Regions from separate parts of the Mus musculus genome. Here region 2 is linked to region 1. The links are chromatin contacts, called in public ChIA-PET maps. All regions are on one chromosome and are shown on one strand. The core of a region is the stretch at or near the end of the contact, and the rest is flanking DNA. Distances in the headings are between cores, read along the strand shown. Region 1 holds the start of Flvcr2 (feline leukemia virus subgroup C cellular receptor 2). Region 2 overlaps Batf (basic leucine zipper transcription factor, ATF-like).

Evidence for each region. ChIA-PET counts read pairs in DNA pulled down with a chosen protein or histone mark.
Region 2: an RNA polymerase II ChIA-PET map of memory CD8 T cells shows a contact between it and region 1, with 257 read pairs. The contact joins the enhancer-like site here to the promoter of Flvcr2 in region 1. A contact is called at or near these places in 23 of 39 promoter capture datasets (the 3T3-L1 cell line, 3T3-L1-derived adipocytes, the HPC-7 cell line and 14 more), 4 of 484 Hi-C or Micro-C datasets (the G1E-ER4 cell line, the HPC-7 cell line, embryonic stem cells and 1 more), 8 of 115 datasets of contacts at active chromatin or transcription factors (CD8 T cells, the HPC-7 cell line, bone marrow-derived macrophages and 4 more) and 4 of 9 other capture datasets (adipose tissue, liver, macrophages and 1 more).

What each region holds. Positions count from the first base shown.
Region 1 is chr12:85,744,418-85,749,795 of GRCm38.p6, forward strand. It overlaps Flvcr2 (feline leukemia virus subgroup C cellular receptor 2), which reads left to right and starts at 2,122. Exons shown (of 10, transcript NM_145447.2): 1 at 2,122-3,172. The coding sequence starts at 2,435.
Region 2 is chr12:85,702,811-85,708,188 of GRCm38.p6, forward strand. The region is part of intron 2 of Batf (basic leucine zipper transcription factor, ATF-like); the gene reads left to right. Among named protein-coding and RNA genes, the nearest start is that of Batf, 19 kb to the left of the region's middle. Within about 2 kb of position 2,876, at least 326 of the 459 cell types and tissues checked have an H3K27ac peak or open chromatin away from gene starts, as enhancers often do. A contact at or near this core is called in CD8 T cells, the G1E-ER4 cell line, the HPC-7 cell line and 13 more, where this site is marked.

The DNA of each region.
Region 1 (5,378 bases), core at 872-3,371:
CATCGCTAATATAGACTTTCTATAGCTTAAGCCTGTGTCTGAGCCACCTTGTCCAATGAATGCCCCACACCACCATCCACTCAGATAGATTCTATTTTTTTTAAAGATTATTATTGTTGTTGTTATTTACATTTACATCCGTGCATGTGCTCACAGGTCAGCATGTTGTTGTTATTTACATTTACATCCGTGCATGTGCTCACAGGTCAGCAGGTGCCTGAGGCTGGAAGATTCCCTCATGCTACAGATGGTTGTGAGCCACTCAGTGTGAGTGCGGGAACTGAACTCAACTCCTCTGAGAAAGCAGCAAGCCCCCTTAAACCCTGAACCATCTCTCTTCGCCATCACCTATTCTTGATTCTAATGTGCAGACTCAAGTTGTAAACACCACTGCAGAGCTTTAAAAGGGGGGGGGGGTCGGGGAGGACAAGGAAGCAGTGTCCCTCAAGATTCAACGTGTGAACACACATGAATCACCTGGAGATTCTGTTCAAATGTTCTAATTCAGGAGTTCTGGGCTGAACCTGGGGATCTGGGAATCTTCCCTTGAAACAAGCTTGGCAGGGGGGCGGGCATGGTGATATACACCTGTAAACTCACCATTTAGGATTGAGAGGGTGTGGAATTCAAGGTTACCCTGAGCAACCCTGTCTCAAAAAGACCAAGCCAAAACAGACAAAAAAGGCAAAACAAAAACACCACCAGGTTTCCAGGAGCCACCCAGGCTGCAGCTCAGACTGCTCTTATGTAACTGTGTGGTAGCTTGAATGATGGGAAGTATGACTTTTCAGGCCAGCTGGGACCTTAGTTAACTGAGTTCTAAAAGGCTTGTTTTCTTGTCTATAGCACGAGGCAAGAAGGCCGAGAGCTTACAGCTCGATGTTTTCAAAGCCTTGAGTGCCTGCACATACACCATACACATGCACACATACAGACACACACACCCAGGGCAAGCAATAGTAACTACATTATAGAATGCCCGGCATGCTCACCCATGAAGCACATTTACCCCGTGGCAACAAATGCTAGCCTTTTGGCAGGATAGGAAACATTTGTTGAACGAATTATCAGCCAGGGATTTTTCTTTTTTTTTTTTTTTTTTTTTTCGAGACAGGGTTTCTCTGTATAGCCCTGGCTGTCCTGGAACTCACTCTGTAGACCAGGCTGGCCTCGAACTCAGAAATCCACCTGCCTCTGCCTCCCGAGTGCTGGGATTAAAGGTGTGTGCCACCACGCCTGGCTGGATTTTTCTAAGGGCCATTATTTCACCATCTACATTTTGCAAAAGAAACGGGAGCTCAGAAGTGGTGTTCAGTGACCTATTGTTACACGCCTAAGTCGCTAAACCGGAATCCAACCTAAATTTTGGGTTCTTTATCACTGTGAACCCATGGAGTTGTAGGGACCAGCGCAAGCCAGCATTCCTTCTCTGAAAGCCTTGCTTCCAGGCTAAGAGGTGACGCTCAGGGGATCGGTAGGTGGCAGCGGAGGGCTACGAGGCTGTATGAGTCACTTCGTTGCCTCACTCCCAGAGCCTGCGCAGAGACTTGGTTCCACAACTTTCCCTCCAGGCTATGCTTGGCTCGCGGGGTTCCCTAGTGGGAGACCTCAGGGACCCGTCAGACACTAAACAAGTTCATATACGAGTTCACCAAAATAAGTCTTTGTCGGCTGGGAGGTCTCTGAGAAAAGCAAGCATTCCTTTCACCAGGCACACTGAACTGTCACCTGGAGAGCCCAGCAAAAGAGAGGAAGGTAGGGATCTCTCTCGGATCCCCCTGAGCAGTTTAGGGACTCCGAGCCTCGGTGCACGCCCGCTGGCCCCGAGAAGACTCTGACCTCGGAAGGGCGTGAGGCGAAGTCCTCATTTACCAACGAAGACCTCTGGGAGTGGGGGGGACAAGTGAATTTAGGGAAAGTGTAGGGGTGGGGGCTAACCGGGCGGTTTCCATGACACCGGGGACGTCGGAGAGGAATGTACACCCCAACCTATGGCGAAACAAGAGCGGCGCCTTGCGAGCCCCGCTCAAGGAGGCAGGGGATCCTGGGTGGGAGGGGTTGAGGGGCGTGGGGAGCCGGGCAGGCCGGGGGGCGGGGCGGTCACGTGCGCCCGAGGGGGCGAGGCCCCAGCCTGCCCGGGAGCAAACCGAGCTCGCCCTGCCACAGTTCGCTGTTCAGGAGTCAAACTTTTTCCAGGACGGTCAACGCTTCATCTGGACAGCCTGGAACGCGTGGCAAGGCGTCTGCGGCCAACTTGGGGGACAACAGTTTGCTAGGGAGTGATCGTAGGAACCTGAGATCTCGATTTCTCCGCTAACAGAGGTGCGCTCCCGGAGAAGTGTTGCCTCAGCTCTAGGGGGACAGGCAAAAGGCTGCTGACCCATAAGACTGTAGGAGTCAGTACGTGCCTGGGATTCAGGAGCTCGTTGTGGTCATGGTGAATGAAAGTCTCAACCAGGAGGAGAGCAATGACAGACCTGCGCCAGAGTCGGAATTCCAGATGGACACCAGCTACTCCACCCAGCCCAGCGGCTCCATCCATCCCAGCGTCTCAGGCCACCCCAGCGTCTCAGGCCACCCCAGCGTCTCAGGCCACCCCAGTGTCTCCATCCATCCTAGTGTCTCCATCGACCCCAGCGTCTCTGTCCGTCCCAGCAGTTCAGCACTCCCCAGTACCTTGGCTCAACCCAGCGGTTTGACCCATCATAGTAGCTTGGTTAGAGAAGACAGCGTGATCAAGGTGAGCAAGCGTCGTTGGGTCGTGGTCCTGGTGTTCAGTTGCTACTCCTTGTGCAATGCCTTCCAGTGGATTCAGTACGGCTCCATCAATAACATCTTCATGAACTTCTACGGTGTCAGTGCCTTTGCCATTGATTGGCTGTCCATGTGCTACATGCTGACCTACATCCCTCTGCTCCTGCCCGTGGCCTGGATGCTGGAGAAATTTGGTCTTCGAACCATCGCTATCACCGGCTCAGCTCTCAATTGCCTGGGAGCCTGGGTAAAGCTGGGCAGCCTAGAGCCTCACCTCTTCCCGGTCACAATGGTGGGTCAGGTCATCTGCTCTGTGGCACAGGTCTTCATTCTGGGCATGCCCTCACGCATTGCTTCGGTCTGGTTTGGAGCTGATGAGGTTTCAACAGCCTGCTCCGTGGCTGTGTTTGGCAATCAGGTGAGTAGAGGGCGGGTGTGTGTGTGGACGGCTGTTCCAAAGAGAGAGAGCATCTCACCATGATGGGGCTGAGTATGTTAGAGGGTACCTGACGATGAGAGAAGCTGTAGTTTTCTGGTTCACAGACTTTATGACTCTTGGGTGGCTTTGTGGTTGGGTGTGGACTGACAGTGTAGTTGGGTGATTGTGACTGTCAGTGACATTGAAGATTAATGGGGCGGGGGTCACAAACAAAGGACTTTTTCTTTCATCCACAGTTTTTCCTAGCCTGTAGGAAGCATACTAATTAAAATATGATCGTTTTTTGATGGTGTTTCTCCCCAGCCTTTATCAGTACACCAGTTCCACCAATTTTAGGAATGCTGGTCTTTTCTCTGGTAGCAATCTTTGACTGCCAGGTGGCTGTTTAGGTGTCCTTGGTGGTTTTAGCTGGACCAGCCAGATTTGCTAGAACTCAAGATCCTCTGTGCACGAAACTGTGGGCTGGGCTGTTCTTACCTTTTACGCAGAGCTGAAACCAGGACACCTGGAACCAGGCTTTGCCCTAAACTCTCTGGGATTTAGAGCCAAGTCGAGTAGGAGAGAGTAGAAATCTCACTGCGAACTTCCAAGAAAGCTTCTGGTCTAAGCATCTTCTGTCTTTCTCCTTTTGCCTTTTCTCTTCCTGGGGCAAGCAATTCCACGTTCTTATGATCTTAGAATGGTTCTCACTTAGAAGCTTGGGTGTGTTATGCATCTGATTGCTTTCTCTGTGTATTTGAGGCAAAGCAAATGTTTATGGGCCCTTCTTTAATTGGAGCCTAGGTCCCCAGATTCATTTCTTCCAAGTTGCATGCTGTCCAAGCTGCTGCTGACAGATCACTGGTCACCCTTAGCTCTGGTGAGCCGATTTTGTCTTACCAGTTCATTTAATTTAGAAAATGTGTGTAACCTCTGACTTAGGCAGAAACGTCCTAAAACTTCTCTAAAGGCAGATTTCTTTTTCTCTTCATAAGTTTAAAAAAAAAAAAAAAGCTGGGTGGTGGTGACGCACGCCTTTAATCCTAGTACTTGGGAGGCAGAGGCAGGTGGATTTCTGAGTTCAAGGCCAGCCTTGTCTACAGAGTTCCAGGACAGCCAGGGTTACACAGAGAAACCCTGTCTCGAAAATACAAAAAAAAAAAAAAAAAGTTTCCCTGGTGCTCAGTGTGCTGGTGCAGGCCTCTGTTGGAGGATGTGATGAGTTCCAGGCCTGCCAGAGCCATCAAACTATTCACCTGATTTCTTCTTGTGAGTTTTGTTATTTGGAAAACCGAATTGACTTAAGCCTGGAGATGAGCCAGACAGTGGTGGCACGTGCCTTTAATCCCAGCACTTGAGAGGCAGAGGCAGGTGGATCTTTGTGAGTTCGAGGCCAACCTGGTCAACATAGTGAGTTTCAGGACAGCCAAAGCTACAAAGAGAAATCGTGTCTTGGAAAAAACAACCAAAGCAAAAGTCTGTAGCTGAAAGTAGATGGGCCTTTGGTTAAGGACACATTGCAAAGAGACATTGAGGGCTGGAGAGATAGCTCTGCAGTTAAGAACACTTACTATGCTTGCAGCAGACCTGAGTTAGATTTCCCACACCTCTATTGGATGGCTCACAACTACTCATAACTCCAGTACAAGGGGATATGATGCTTCTGCTTCCCCCCCAGGGCATCAGTGCTTAGATGTACAGACTCACAAGTTATAGCAATAAACATTTACAAATAGGCTTTAGAAAAACATAGATATTGAACTGGGTATAGTGGTGCATGCCTAGAATCCTAGCACTTGAGAGGGAGACACAGGAGGGTCAGAAGTTCAAAGTCATCCTAGGCTACATAGTGAGCTCAAGACCACTGTCACTCTGTCTCAAATATAAACAAACAAACAAACAAACAAATAAATAAGAGAATTGCATTTAACAGTCATACTTTTTGTTTTGTTTGGTTTGGTTTTTTGGGTTTTTTTGTTTGTTGGTTTGTTGTTTTTCTTTTTTTGTTGTTGTTTTGTTTTTTGTTTTTCAAGACAGGGTTTCTCTGTATAGCCCTGGCTGTCCTAGAACTCACTCTGCAGACCAGGCTGGCCTCAACTCAGAAATCCGCCTGCCTCTACCTCCCAAGAGCTGGGATTAAAGGCGTGCACCACCTGGGGACATCCAAATTGTTTGTTTGTTTGTTTGTTTGTTTGCTTTTGAGACA
Region 2 (5,378 bases), core at 1,626-4,125, 41 kb before region 1:
TAGCTGAAAACAGTGGGGTATTTGGGGAGGACGCTAAGTGAGCCAACCTCTAGTAGGCCCATGGAAAAAATGAGGCCCAGGTAACATCCTTCCAACCCTGTGACTATGACAGGACCACGAGAGCATGATTGGTGTCTGACCAGCTATTGGTGGCCAGGAGCTGAATGAAGCCAACTCCAGAACCCAATGTGTGGTGACTCCTCCCCACCATGAAAGTCAATGGTGGCAGATGGAGGACCGGTCCTCTCTCTCCTGGGGAGCAAGCCCACCTCTCCATTGGAAACCTTCATCAAGAACTGTGGGCTCCACTTGCCATGTGTACTTGATGTCTGGCACATGGTGGCACCAACTCCAAATGCCATGTGAATTGGAAGGTTACCATGCTAACGATAGTGTGCATTTTCCTTTGGGCAGAAAAAAACTACAGAGGGTATTTCATCCTCTGGAAATGGCTGTTAGAAAATGCAGGAAGGTGGGGCTGGAACTATAGCTTGGCACAGGCTGCTCTTTCAGATGGACTGCAGCACCCACACAATGGTGTGCAACCATCTGTAACTCCAGTTCCAGGGGATCCGACGCCTTCTTCTGGCCTCTACGAGCACCAGGCACATCTGTGGTGTACTGGCATGCAGATACGCACATAAAATTTTTTCAAAGAAAATGCAGGAAAGTCAAAGCACTGGAGAGCTGGCCATGAACAGAGCAGAACAGAGCTGTAAGGCATATGCCTGGGGAGTCCCTGCTGAGCCCCCCGCATGAGCTCAGGCTGGACCCCAGCCAGGCAGTGCCAGCTGCTCCCAGTCTCTCTCCAGCTCAGCTGCCTGGGGCTGAGGGACTAGCCTGGGGATTCCCCTGTCACTCAGGAGCTCTGAGTGACCTCCTCTGCAGCCCCTCCAATTGGGGATTTCCCAGAATGTTCCCACACCTCAACGCCTCCTCCTTAGCCACCCCCAGCTCTTGATAGATAGAAGTGGCATCAGGTGACCCTACAGGTGAGGGAGGATCAGCTCGAGGGAGGGAGGGAAACTGGGAGGTTGGCCAGTGAACTGAGCCTGAGACAATCTAAGCTCACAGGCTCCCAAGGCAGGAGGCAAAGGACGGGTGTTTGTGCTGCAGCCTACAAGCTGTGTGGTCTCCTGACAGGTTGCTTAACTTTTCTGTGCCTCAGTTTCTCCTCTTTTGTAAAAGGGTGTGTTATGCAGTGGTGTTACCAAGATTAAATATGATGATAGCTATAAAATATACAAAAGGGTGGGTGTCATGAGGCATATTCCTTTAACCCCAGCACTCAGGAAGCAGAGGCAGGCTGATTTCTGTGAGCTTATGACCAGCCAGGTCTTCACAGTCAGTTCCAGTCCAGCTAGGCTCCAATAAGACTCTCAAAAAAATAAAATATGTGTGTACCATATATGCACATCTATTTAAATTGTGGTGCCAGACACACCCATAGGCACATGCACAAAAATATCAAAAGGCTTGGGGAGGAGATTACAGGCGCTAGTCTACTAATACATCTAGGTAGCCAATTTGGAATCTGAAATATTGGAAAATTCAAGGGGAAACTGGAGACACCCCCATTCCTGTAGCTGTCGACATTAGCTGCCCAACGGGCACCCCGTGTAGCCTATAACCACCAAATGGCAAGGTTAACCCAGATCTAGTTAGTTAGAACCTGTCACCAACAATACTAGTCCTCCCTGGAGGACCCAATGTCAGGAATAGCAGGCTCCAGCTGAGGATCTTTTTGGACTAGTCATCTTGCCTTCAGGCGAAGCAGCTGGCATCCAATAGGAAAAGAGAGTCCTCCTGGGGCCACGCAGCCAAGACCACCAATGATCACCATGGTCATGGAGCCAGGGCTGGCTCATGTTGAAAGATGACGCTTCAATGGAGTGCTCTTCCAGGGTGGCAGATGGAAGTGGGCGATTCTGTGGCTTCAGGGGCGTGGCCAACTCAGCCCGTGGTATTATGTGATGTTGTGCTGCTATCCCTTGGGAGGGCACTGGGGGCACAGGGGGCTGAGGACTTCTCGTTGCTCCTATAGTCAGACCCTCAATACAGGAGAGGCAGAAAGGAGGAATCCAGTGGGAGCCCAGATCTTCCTGGCTATGGGTCTTTGGATCCAGCATTTGAAGTTTTTGTGCTTCTGAGGAGACACACATGAGGACCACAGCACCTCTCATAACTGCTGCCACCAGCCTGTTTTTAGGGACCCAGGCAGTATGGTTTTGCTCCAGGTCTCAATTGGTTTCCTTGGTAGGATGGCTATACTGACTGCAGCAGCCGTTGTGAGAACCCTGATGGGCCTAACCACATTCTGAAAGGTGAAGAGAGCAGGCTAAGGTGGAGCAGGGAGGGAGGCAGGCTCGCTTGATCTCCACACTGCCTAGTAGAAGGACATTTCCTTCACACACACACCCTCACCCCTCTCCCTCACTGAGTTCCGTCCCTTCTCACACCCGGAAGTTGGGTAGGGGTATAGTCATTGTCTTTGTGGATAAACAGCTGACCCCAACTGTCCCTTTAGCTAGATGAGTCCTCTCCAGAGGCCCTGCTGCCCTCTACAGCTTAGAGGGATGGGGCCCAAAGCAGCCACTTCCTCCTACAAGTCATTCTTTCTCTAGGGAGTGGCCAGTGTCTGCAAGGCTCCGAGCTTACAGACATTCCTCTTGCAAGCAGCCGTCTGGCTTTAAGAGGTAAAGACACACTTTGCCTCATGGTGAGAGGCAGCAGGCAGTGGTTAGTCAGGTCTACCCCAGCGTGGGCTTTGGCATCTGTAGGCCCAGGAGGTGACAGGAGAAGGCCAGCGGGAGCTCCGCAGAGCGCCTGCTAGTGACTTGCCCTGCAGTCACTTCCCGAAAACTAGGCCGGCCTCTAGGCGGGGAGACGATCGGAGCCCGCCCACCCAGTCCGTCCCTCCTTGCTGCCTTGGGGTTTGCCCAGGCTCTTCGGAGCACGGAACTTACAGTAAATGGTGTAACCAGTGGAAACTCTCAGAGGGGGCGAGGAAAGGGCCAGGACTCAGGGCCCCAGTTCCCGTCTTAGCATACCGCTCCACCAGGTTCATTTCGCCCACCTTTCAGTAACGGGGCGCTGCCTTCCTGGTAAAAGGCTGACCTCCCTCTGGGATGTGCCAGAAAACAAAAACCAGCGAAATGCCCAGCTGGCCTCAGCCTGCAGGAACAGCAGCAGCCAGGGATTGAGCATCCAGTTGTCGGCTTCCCTCAGCCCGCTTGAGATGGGGGTTTCCTTTGCACCAGACTAGGGGCCCTGGTTAGCTCAGAGAGCATTCAAAGTGTCGCTGAGGCTCAGCGCCTTCCCATATGACCTTCAAAAGAAATGGAAGCTGTCTTGATGAGCAATGTCAGGGTCCTCTGCTCCTCCACAACTTAAAAGAGAAACCCCGACTGTACTGAGTTTCCGTGATTGGCAGTATAGCTGATAAATCCCATCTCTCCTTAGCCTGCAGCTCACTCCTGCTGGATCATTTAGGGTTAATTTTAAATGTCAAGTTATCGTACATCTGCTAACCACTATACTTTTGAGTCAACATTCTCATGCCAACAATTGATGTTATCAGCCAGTCAGTCCACAAACACTTAAGTTCACTTGGAGCTTAAACGGGCATTTAATACATGCTTAAATAATTAAAGCAGGCTTTAATTATTTGTATCATATTTAATAGGGTTTTTAAACTTGCCCGGGCGTTAAAACGACCTAAGACACCTGTTAAAAGCTCAGATTTCCAGAACTGAGGTGTTGGCTCCGTTGGTAAAGTGCTAACGGAGGACCTGAATTGTGTTCTCAAGCACCCATATAAAAAGTGGGGCGGGGGGAGCACGTGGCTGGAATGTGGGCGATGGCGAGATTGGAGGCAGATCCCTGAAAGCCCGAGGGCCACTGGCAGTTCCAGGTAATGAGACATCCTCTCTCAAACAAAATGTGGACGGTGCCCGTGGGAGTTCTTCTGACCTCCATGTGCGTGTCACACATGCGTGCACCTGCACCCATACATGTGTGCACACACATGGAAAAGAAAAGCCCAGATTCCAGAGTCCAAATTTCTTCCCAAATCCCAGATCTGCAGAAGAGCTGCCTGCAAGCTTCTGGCCTGAAATGAGGTTCCTTTGCCTCTCAGGGGACTTGGGGGAGGCCCCCAGGACTTGGCAAGGTTCTGTTTATTCAGGTCCGGGAACCCCATTATCTGGAGAAGTTGTTGTTTCTCAGCAACTTCTATGCCCCAGTGCTGTGGTGGCTGGTAAATGACGCAGTCCCCACAACACTGGAAGACATTTCTGGACCAAGCGCTTGTTGCCTCTGCACAGAGTACAGGGCTCCTCCTTGTTTGAAGTTTCACCCTCTATGGTTTTAGTTAGCCAATGTCAACTGTGGTCTGAGGATACTGAATGGAAAGTTCCAGAGATAAACAATTCATACGTTTTAAAATAACTCCAGCTATAGTATACTGTCATAAATGTTCCATTCTGTGTTTATTTATTGATAATCGCTTCCTATGTTTAATAAACTTCATCAGAGATTTACAGGTGTAGGGAAGCTCATAGTGTCTTCTGGGTATTGTCCAAGGCTTATGGATGGTTTGGAACAGGATCGCAAAACCCAGGAGGGAGCAGAATAGAATGCCAAGTCCATCGTAGATCCTCAATATTCAGAAAGGCTATAAGCACCCTAGCACCTGAGCAAAGCAGGCAGAGCGCGTGAGGCAACCACAGACACAAGGCACTTGGCGTGTGTTGGGGAGTAAGAGGCACAAACTGCTTTCCTCTACCTGGGGCTGGCCCGACTGCCAACCTAGAGGTGCATACGTGCGTGCGTGTGTGTGTGTGTGCGCACACACACACACACACCACGGCAAGGTTTTCTGAGGTTTGTCCCTACCAAACTTGTATGTGTATTTCATCCCTAGTGAAACAACAGAGTTGAGGGGTGGTGGTGGCCACAAGGGGGGATTGTGTCACTAAAAAGTACTAATGTCTTTCTCAGTTTCTCTTCTATTGTTTTTCTTCCTTCTCTCTTCCCTCCTTTCCTTCCTTTTCAGTGTTGCAGATTGAACCTAGGGCTCCATTGCTTCTTCACACTAGGCATATCTCCCAGCCCTTGAGAATACTCATCCATTTAGAGACAGGGTGACAAGGGACTGTCTCTCTGTATTTCCTTTCTAGCCTGGGCTGGCTTCAAACCCCCAATCCTCCTGCCTCCCCGTGCTTCATGACAGGACTGTGCCACCACTCCCAGCTTGTCTCTCACTAGTGAGGGGATGGGACTGGTTATTGTAAGTGGATTGTTAAAGAGACCCCCTCTCTCTTATACACAAGCTCCTTTTCTAAGCTCCCCACTTGCCCATCCATTTTCCCATCATG